Regions from separate parts of the Sus scrofa genome. Here all the other regions are linked to region 1. Evidence: chromatin contacts called from public Hi-C and HiChIP or PLAC-seq data. All regions are on one chromosome and are shown on one strand. Each heading gives the region's core, a stretch centred on a gene start, on an enhancer-like site or on the middle of the called end of the contact. The rest is flanking DNA. Distances are from core to core; before and after follow the strand shown. Region 1 holds the start of NSUN2 (tRNA (cytosine(34)-C(5))-methyltransferase). Region 2 holds the start of MED10 (mediator of RNA polymerase II transcription subunit 10). Region 3 holds the start of UBE2QL1 (ubiquitin-conjugating enzyme E2Q-like protein 1).

Region 1 (2,846 bases), core at 94-2,593:
AGCCCCCTCTGCAGAAGACCAAGGAAGCCTCAAATATGGAAACAAATTGCTCACACACAGCCCCCTTGAATGAACACAGAACAAGTGGACACTTGACCCAGGGAGTGGCCTGAAGGAGAGTCCCCAGCACAGAGAACTCTTGAAACTTACTTTTATTTTCTCCTGGTTACTTCTGGGCTCCTCTCCCATTACTCCTGACTTCCATGATAAACCGCCACTCAAAAGCAGACCAGGAGACAGATCTGAGCATTGCCTCCTGTCTCCTTGCTTGACTGCCCCACAAGGAGCAAAAGTCTTTTTCTGCAAAACACCGTTGCCTTGGTATCTGTTGTCTCCGCTGTGCAGTGGGCAACGAGCTCACCCCCTCAGTTACCTGACTACAAGAATTTCTTCAAGGAGAGAACGCCGAAATTCTTACTTAGTGGTAGTGGCACAAACTCTCATGTGTTTGTTCCCAACGGTGGGCATCCTCAACGCACAAGCTCCCAGGAGCCAACCCGTTCTCAGACCGCATTTTCATGCCTGGTTCTAGCCTCCCAACTTGCAACACCCCCTTGCCCTATTCCGTTGAACACGTGCTCCCTCCCCTCAGTGCTTCCAAACTCTAGAACCCACACCGCTCGCAGGCACTTTTCGGGACAGACACCCTCGTTTTTAATTTGGGCATCTTTACACCAGTTTTACACGAAATACAAGAGGCACGACCCCCTACCTTTTATAGCCAGTAATTCTTAACGTGGCCGGGAGGGGCTCCCTGAGCGCTTCCATGAACTGCTCCCACTCTCCTTCGGGCACGATCTTGAGCTCCTGATAGTAGTGCTCGAACAGCTTGTTCTCCTTGACGATCTCGGGGTACCCGCCTTCCCAGCCCTGAGGAAGGAAAGAGACGTCCACCCAGGGCCGGGGAGCCGCCCCTCGACCCCCGCAGGCCTCAGGGCCAGGGAGGCCCACCCGGGGCCCTCGCCGCCCTCACCCCAGCTCCTACCGTCTCATTGCGCTTGCCGCCGCCCTCGGCGCCGTCCTCCGCGCTCCCGGGCCGCTGCTGCTGCTGCTGCGGGAGCCGCCGGCCCCGCGACCGCCGCCCCATGGCCCACGCGGCCGCGCACGCCGCCCTCACACACCGACCCGCCAGGACCGGCCGCGAGCACTTCCGGGCTGCAGCTCGAGGACCCCGCGGGTCTGCGCCTGCGCCTCTCTGGGACGTGCAGGGCCTTCGAGAAACGAGCCAAAGTGTCGCGATCGGTGCTCCCAGAAAACAGCGGGCGAGAGGAAACGCCGACGGCCCCCAGGAGAAAAGTGGGGAAAGCGGCTCCGGAGAGGAGGCCGAAAGGCGCCTGCGCGCCGAGCGCCCTGGCTTCCCGCGCGGGCTCAGGCAGCGCTGCGGACAGCCCGAGGGCGCGCGTGCGCCTCGCGGCGATGGAGGAGGGGCAGGGCCGGAGTGGGCGGGGCCAGGGCTGCAGGCCCGCCTCCCGCCCCGCCCGCGGCACGTGCCCGGGACCCGTCTGCTCCGCTGAATCCGCGCACGTACCGCTTCGAGGCTGCCCGCGCGGGGCGGATCCCAGCCGGTGGTTTCGGCCGCGGGCGCCAACCTCGGGTAACCGCGCCTCCCGACGCCCCCTCCCCCCGCCCCCGACGCCGCGCTATATGTGGCGGGTCGCGGCCGGCGGGCCATGGAGCACGCCTGCCGTTCCCCACAATGGAACCGGCCGAGCGGTTCTTGCTGGACGCGCTCGCCTACCTGGAGGGCGCTCTGGCCTTCCTGTGCTACGTGATACTGAAGCTGGTGGGCTCGCCCTACGGGCGCTACGCATCGCCGCGCTCCGCCTTTCGGCTGCCCGCGCGGGCGGCCTGGGCAGTGCAGGAGCTACCCTCGTTGGCCCTGCCGATCCTCGCGTGCGCCGGCGCGCCGGCCGAGCGCCTCAGCCGCTGGCCCAACTGCATCCTCCTGGCCATGTTCCTCATCCACTACGCGCAAAGGTAAGGCGGGCTGCCCCGCGCCCCTCCCTGCCACCCTCGGTGCGCCGCCCGGTCCCTACCACCCCGGGGTGCCCCCACCCTGCCACCCCCAGTGCGCTGCCCCGCGCCTCTCCCTGCCACCCCCAGTGCGCTGCCCCCTCCCAGCCATCCCCGAGGCGCTGCCCCTACCCTGAGACTCCCCGGTGCGCTGCCCCATCCCTGGCACCCCCTGGCCCTGCCCTCTCCCTGCCACCCCACGCGGGTTCCTTCTGCCTGTGCCCCAGGGCCTGGTTCCCTCTCCCAGTGTGCTCATTTCTACTGTTCCACTTTGGTCCTTTTGCGCGGGTAGAGCTTTCACCAGCCAAATAAATGGTCACCCGCAACTTGAAAGCCCGGTTTCCTAAAACGCTCCCCATCTCCCCTTCCGCTGAACAGACTGCACTGGCTCGAAGGGATGCGCTTGGGACGCTCGCCTCCACCTTCCGTAGGGGCCCTCGGGGTTCTGGGAGGGAATTTCCAAGAAATAACCTTAAGCACAAAGTGACTTTCCTCTGCCTGGTTTTGCGAAGACTGTTCAGTGGCTGTGTCTAACTCTTCAGGACCTCTGATAAGTTGGGTGTCTCTCTGGCTCTTAGGCTTGGGTGTTTGCACAGCTGAACCAAATGGTTAACCAGTTTAAAATTAAAAATGTTTATTCACATTTCAGAAGGCTGCCCAGTTTTCAAAAAGGTGTTCTCTGCACGAGAGGGGGCTGGGCTCACTTACTCTGTGAACTTGGGCTGGGTTCACTTACTTGACCTCTGTCATTGTGGGGCTCCACCTTACTAGAGCAGGATCTGGAAAGGGCGGGTGTCGCTGAGCCTCTCTTGGGTCCCTGCTGCAGCTGGGGC
Region 2 (2,846 bases), core at 134-2,633, 180 kb before region 1:
ATGAGTAAGGGCAGAAAACTTTTGAGAATCTGATGAAAAACATGACCCCTCTCTCAAATACAATCACCCTGAGTTGTAGCTGATTTTTTTCCTTTTTTTTCTTCTCTTTAGGGCCGCACCTGCCTCACAGGGAAGTTCCCACACTAGGGGGTATGATAGGAACCACAGCAACACCAGCTGCCAGCCAGGTCTGTGACCTACTGGGGCAACGCCAGGATCCTTAACCCACTGAGCAAAGCCAGGGATCAAACCCACATCCTCATAGAAACTAGTCAGGTTCTTAACCCACTGAGCCACAAGGGGAACGCCCATGGTGGACGTGATTTTGTGTGCGGTTTCAGACAATAACCAAGGCAGTGAACTCTGGCTCAAGAATCCATCCTCAAAGTCTGTGGGGGAAGAAAACCATGGCTGCGGGGCTTAATTTCAGTGGCCCTCGGAAGCTTCCTAGATTAGCTGGCTGGTCCCACAGTACTGGCTGTGTAAGCAGGGGTGCAAATATGTCTACATGCCCGTACCCTCTACAAAGCTGTGGGCCCCTCTCCAGAGCACTCTATCCGTATCTGCCTTTTGTCTACCCCAGGGCCTAGCACGATGGCCAGCACAAGGCTGACGCCAAAATTAATTAATAAACGTTCCGTGGCCTTTCTCATCATTATCACCACCACCACCACCACCCGCCGATTCCTCCGCATCCAGGCCTAGACAGCAAGTGGCTTCCGAGCCCAGACCTTCCCGGGCCCATTTTACCGCGCTGTGGGTGAAGCCCGTCTCCCCTTGGGGCACAGAGACTGCACGCCCCGGAAGGTGCCAGGGGAAAAGCCTTAGATCATGAAGCATGCCTCCCTCTGACGGCCCCAGAAACGAAAACTGCATTATCCGGCCTCGATAACGGCTCCAAATGGGGCCTCGAAAAAAGGTCCCAGCAAGGCAAAGAGTGGAGGAGGAGGGCCGGCAACAGGCGGTAGAGGCTAGCACCGCCCCGCCCCCGCCCCCGCCCCCGCCCCGCCCCCGCACCGCACAGCCTGGACCCGGAGGGCCGGGAGAGCCTGGCCGGAGCAGGGCGGGGAGAGGCAGCGGCTCTCGGCCGGATCCCGGCTCCCCATCCCGGCTCCAAGGCAGACACTGCCCCGCGGGACCCAAGGACACGCCGGCGGACTCGGTGGCCACTCACAGCTTTTGGTTGAGCCCGGCCTGGCTACTGGGCTGGAAGTCGCTGACGATGATGCCAAGCTGCCGGATGTTCTCCACGAACTTCTCCAGGTGCTCCTCCAGGTGGTCAAACTTCTCCGCCATGGCTTCGAGGCCCGAACCGCCGCGGGCGTGGTCCGGCTCCGCCGCTTCCTGCTTCCGCCCGGGGTCTCCACCACTTCCGTTTCCTCTTGGGGCAGTGGGCGGGGCCTGGTTGGCGGGGCGGGATGGGGCGGGGCCTCGGGGGCCCGGAGCCTGGAGCCTAGAGAGAGGCCTGCGTCGGGGGCGGGGCTTGAGTGCAGAGCGGGCGGAGTCCTCTTGGCCCCGCCCCAACAGCCCTAAGCGGCCGGGTGAGCTGCAAACCGCGGGTTTTGGTTCTCGGTATCCGCGTGCGGCCGCAAAGAGCCAGCCTTGAGGACCTATGAGACCTTGTTCTGCCTTCACTGGCCCAGGGCGGGTTCCCTACCCTGTGAGCCTCTGTTCTCGTCCGTAAAGTTGGGCTAAGATTGAGACCTGTTTCTTGAGATTAAAGTAGATAAATCTCAACAAACCCAGTGGGCAGCACTTGGAAAGAGTAGCTTGACTCCTTCATGAAAATGACTATTTTTACTGAATATTTAAATAACAGGTACTCATTGTAAATAAGTAAAATAATAAAGAAAATTATAACGAGGGGGAGAAGATACCTGAAATCCTGCCCCCCTGGCACGAGCCATCTTTAAGATTTCAGAATTCATCCCTTCCTGTGGTTCCTATGCACAGGTACAACTGCCTGCGGGAAAGCAGGAAAGGATTTGGCTGCTGCTGCTGCTGCTTTTCTTTTTAGAGCCCCACCCTTGGCATATGGCTAGGGGTTGAGTTGGAGCTCTAGCTGCAGGTCTATGCCACAGCCATAGCCACACCATATCCGAGCTGCATCTGTGATCTATGCTGTAATAATATCCACAGTAATGCTGGATCCTTAACACACTGACGGAGGCTGGGGACCGAACCCACATCCTCACAGGGACAACATCAGGTTCTTACCCCCTGAGACATAATGGGAGCTCCTTGATCAGCTTCTTATTCCACAACAGCAAGCTGCTATACAGGTTCCAGCAGACCCCCACCTGCTCCTCCAGGGGCTGGCCCCTCTCTCAGCCAGTCCCTGTTGGAGCCACCCAGCCTTTGCCCTAACCCTGAGAGGCAGCTCAAGCTGGGCCTCAGACCCATCCCTTTTCCAGTAGACTTACCATCCCTAAAAGAATGAATTAGCAGCCCAGGCCACACACAGTGATGTTAAGCCCAGTGCCACAATGGAGGCTTCCAGTACTAACTGCTGCCACCTCCCACCGAAGGGTCAGTCCCTCCCTGCTCCATACAATGCAGTGTCTTTGCAAATGCCCACCTACCTGAAGTTTGCATGAAGGCCCCAGTAAAGACAGTCTCCTTGTCCCTCAGTTGGGCTCCTGAAGTCAGCACTGGCTTGCCTTCTTCCTTCTGGTGCTTAGATAGCACCTACCTTCTCCCCCTCTTCCTTGTAAGCATCGCCTGCTTAGCTCCCCTTTCCTAATCCAGCCTCCTTCCTAGCTTAGGCCTCAGTCCCTCGTGCCAACTCTAATAAAACAGTGCCCTGTGGGCTTTCTCTACAGAAAATATGGCATTCCCCTTGTGGC
Region 3 (2,846 bases), core at 175-2,674, 140 kb before region 1:
CCTCCTGCCAGGATGTTCCAGCTTCTGGGCTCTAAACGTGCTTTGTGCTTGAAATTTCACCAGATAAAAATAAGTTTCAATCGGTTAAAGGCAGAAAGGGAGACGCGTGATGAAAGTGTCCAGGCTGAGGGAGGATCCCCACTCCTTCCGCGGCGGGCCCCGAGGTCACCCGCGGGTAATGGGGACTCCGGGGCCTCAGAAGCCCAGCCGCGCGCCCTGAGCATCCGCTGGCGCCAGCACTGGACGCTTTTCCCCCGCCGCGCAAGCCAATGCCCCGCGGCTGCGTCTTCCCCTTTTCGGAACTCAGGAACCCTCCGGCGTGGCGGGCTGCAGAGGAGCTGGCCCGGCCGCAGGGGTGAATTCACCCTTTAACGTCGTGATTCGAGGTTGCCGCGGGGATGCTTCCCGCGACCTCATCCCCAGGCCCTGATTCTTTGCTCTGTCTTTGGGAAAGCGCTGGTTCCCCAGACCCCGGCCCAGGGTTACAGTGTAGGACACCGGGCTCCATCGGGTGCGAGGGAATCAATAAACAGGTTGCTTTCCACTCTTCTCCGACACCCCTTCCCCTCCGGCTTTTTCTAACCAGGTTAAGTGAGATCGGAGGCCGGGCCGGGGGCTGAGCCTGGATCCCGGGCAGAAGGACCGGGAGCCATGGAGATCCTCATTAACCTGCGCACACGCGAGCCCCTTCTCACCCCACTCCCCACCCTCGCCCCACTTCTGCCGGCTCCCCCCGCCGCTACCTCGCAGCCCGGCGCCCGGCCGCCCGGGCGCGCGCCGATGTCTCCCCCCAGCGGCCGCTAGCGTGTCGCCGCGGGAGCCGGGCGGCAGGCGGGCGGGCGGGCAGGCGGCGGGGGCGGCACGGCGCAGGCAGGCCCGCGGCTCCGCCCCGCGCCCCCCCACCCCCCCCCCCCCCGCCAGCCGAGCCGCCCCCTCCGCGCCGCGCTGGGCTCAGACCGAGCAGCCGCCTCTGCAATGTCAGCAGCCGCAGCGGCGGCGGCGGCGGCGACGCGAGCGGCAGCGGCAGCGGCAGCGGCCCGGGCCCCGCAGTAGCCGCCAGCGCGGCACGGCCCGGCGGGCGCGCACGGCGCGAGCCCGCGGCCACCTCGCTGCCTCCGGGGCGCTGCGGACGGCTCTGCGCGCCCCGGCGCGGCGCTCGGACTCGAAGCTAGCCCGGCTGCGGCCGCGCACAAAGGACCGCGGACACCGGGCTCTCGGGGCTGCGTCCAGGGATCGGCCAGTGGACGGCCAGCCGCGCCGCGTCCCCTCCACGCCTCCCCTCCCGGGCGGCCGGAGCCCGAACCAGAGCGGGCCCCGTCATATGACAGCGGCGACCCAGGAGCCGGCGAGCGCGCGTGCTGCCCGCTCGGCTGCGCCACGGCCGCCGGCGCCCGGCGTGGCCCGCGCCGCGCCCCGCTGAGTGGTCGCCGGTCGCTGCCGCCCCGCGCCCCCTACCCCCACCCCGCCCCGGCTCTCGGGATCCGGGAGCAGGAGCCTAGGGGAGCTCTCCGCCGGCGCCGAGCCTAAAATGGCCACGCTGCTCCGCAAAATCGGGCTCATCCGCCTGCACAACCGGGACACCGAGGACCCCAAGCACCACCACAACCACCGCGGCGGCGGCGGCGGCGGCGGCGGCAGCAGAGCGCGTCGCTGCGCGGCAAGGGCGGCGCCAAGAGCGGCGGCCACAAGCCCCAGCAGCAGCACCCCGCCGGGGGCGCGGGCGACGCCAGCCCCGGGCCGGGCAAGGGCAAGAGCAAGCGCGCGGCGGAGCTGGCCCGCGCGACAAGCCGCCGCAGCCCGCGGCGGGGGCGGCGGGGGCGGCGGGCGCCGGGGGCCCCCGGGAGCGGGCGGCGGGCGCCAGGGCGGGGCCGGGCCCGGCGGTGGCGGCGGCGGCGGCGGCGGCGGCGGGGGGCGGCAGCCTGGTGCCCGCGGCGCGCCAGCAGCACTGCACGCAGGTGCGCAGCCGGCGGCTCATGAAGGAGCTGCAGGACATCGCGCGTCTCAGCGACCGCTTCATCTCCGTGGAGCTGGTGGACGAGAGCCTCTTCGACTGGAACGTGAAGCTGCACCAGGTGGACAAGGACTCGGTGCTGTGGCAGGACATGAAGGAGACCAACACCGAGTTCATCCTGCTCAACCTCACCTTCCCCGACAACTTCCCCTTCTCGCCGCCCTTCATGCGGGTGCTCAGCCCGCGCCTGGAGAACGGCTACGTGCTGGACGGCGGCGCCATCTGCATGGAGCTGCTCACGCCGCGCGGCTGGTCCAGCGCCTACACCGTGGAGGCCGTCATGCGCCAGTTCGCCGCCAGCCTGGTCAAGGGCCAGGTAAGCGGGCAGGGGGCTGGGGGCGCGCGCGGCGCGCGGGGCTGGGCGCGCGGGGCTGGCTGCGCTCGCCCCTGGTGCGCGCGGCGCTCCTTCCAAACCTGCCTGCGAAGGGGCGACGTTCCCGGCGCCTCCACTTGTCCTCCGGGAGCGCCTTCTTCCTTCTCCACCTCTGCATCCCGCGTGCGCTGCCCAGTCCCTGCGGGTCTCCCTCTTGCTCCCTCTCCCCATCCCTCTAGGATGTGCCCTCTCCCTCCCCGAACACCCTCCTCGCCCTTTTCTCCTCCGCTTTCTCCCCTATGCCCCCTCTCACTCTACCCCTCTACCCTCTGTGCTCAAGTCCTAACCCGCTGCCCGCCTCTCCCCCTGCCCTCCCCCCTTCGCCACCTCCCCACGTTCCTCCATCTCGGCCCCCCCCCCCGTCTCCTCTCCCCCACCCCTCCCATTTCCCTCTACCGCCCCCCCCCCGCCTTGGTTTCTCCCCACCAACTGTCCCTGTCATCTCCCGCAGAGTGGAACTTT

Evidence for each region. A called contact is a pair of places that touch in the nucleus more often than the background predicts. HiChIP or PLAC-seq counts read pairs in DNA pulled down with a chosen protein or histone mark.
Region 2: a contact with region 1 is called in an H3K27ac HiChIP or PLAC-seq map of alveolar macrophages. The contact joins the promoter of MED10 here to the promoter of NSUN2 in region 1. A contact is called at or near these places in 1 of 5 promoter capture datasets (liver), 2 of 47 Hi-C or Micro-C datasets (embryonic fibroblasts and heart right ventricle) and 1 of 2 datasets of contacts at active chromatin or transcription factors (alveolar macrophages).
Region 3: a Hi-C map of skeletal muscle shows a contact between it and region 1, with 4 times the contacts expected there. The contact joins the promoter of UBE2QL1 here to the promoter of NSUN2 in region 1. A contact is called at or near these places in 2 of 47 Hi-C or Micro-C datasets (liver and skeletal muscle).

Annotation. Positions count from the first base shown.
Region 1 is chr16:75,334,072-75,336,917 of Sscrofa11.1, reverse strand. It overlaps NSUN2 (tRNA (cytosine(34)-C(5))-methyltransferase), which reads right to left and starts at 1,343. Exons shown (of 20, transcript XM_021077095.1): 1 at 986-1,343; 2 at 713-870. The coding sequence starts at 1,087. SRD5A1 (3-oxo-5-alpha-steroid 4-dehydrogenase 1) reads left to right here and starts at 1,480. Exons shown (of 5, transcript XM_003134156.6): 1 at 1,480-1,977. The coding sequence starts at 1,697.
Region 2 is chr16:75,515,529-75,518,374 of Sscrofa11.1, reverse strand. It overlaps MED10 (mediator of RNA polymerase II transcription subunit 10), which reads right to left and starts at 1,383. Exons shown (of 5, transcript XM_013982820.2): 1 at 1,175-1,383. The coding sequence starts at 1,296.
Region 3 is chr16:75,473,084-75,475,929 of Sscrofa11.1, reverse strand. It overlaps UBE2QL1 (ubiquitin-conjugating enzyme E2Q-like protein 1), which reads left to right and starts at 1,424. Exons shown (of 4, transcript XM_021076776.1): 1 at 1,424-1,633; 2 at 1,636-1,774; 3 at 1,777-2,327. The coding sequence starts at 1,529.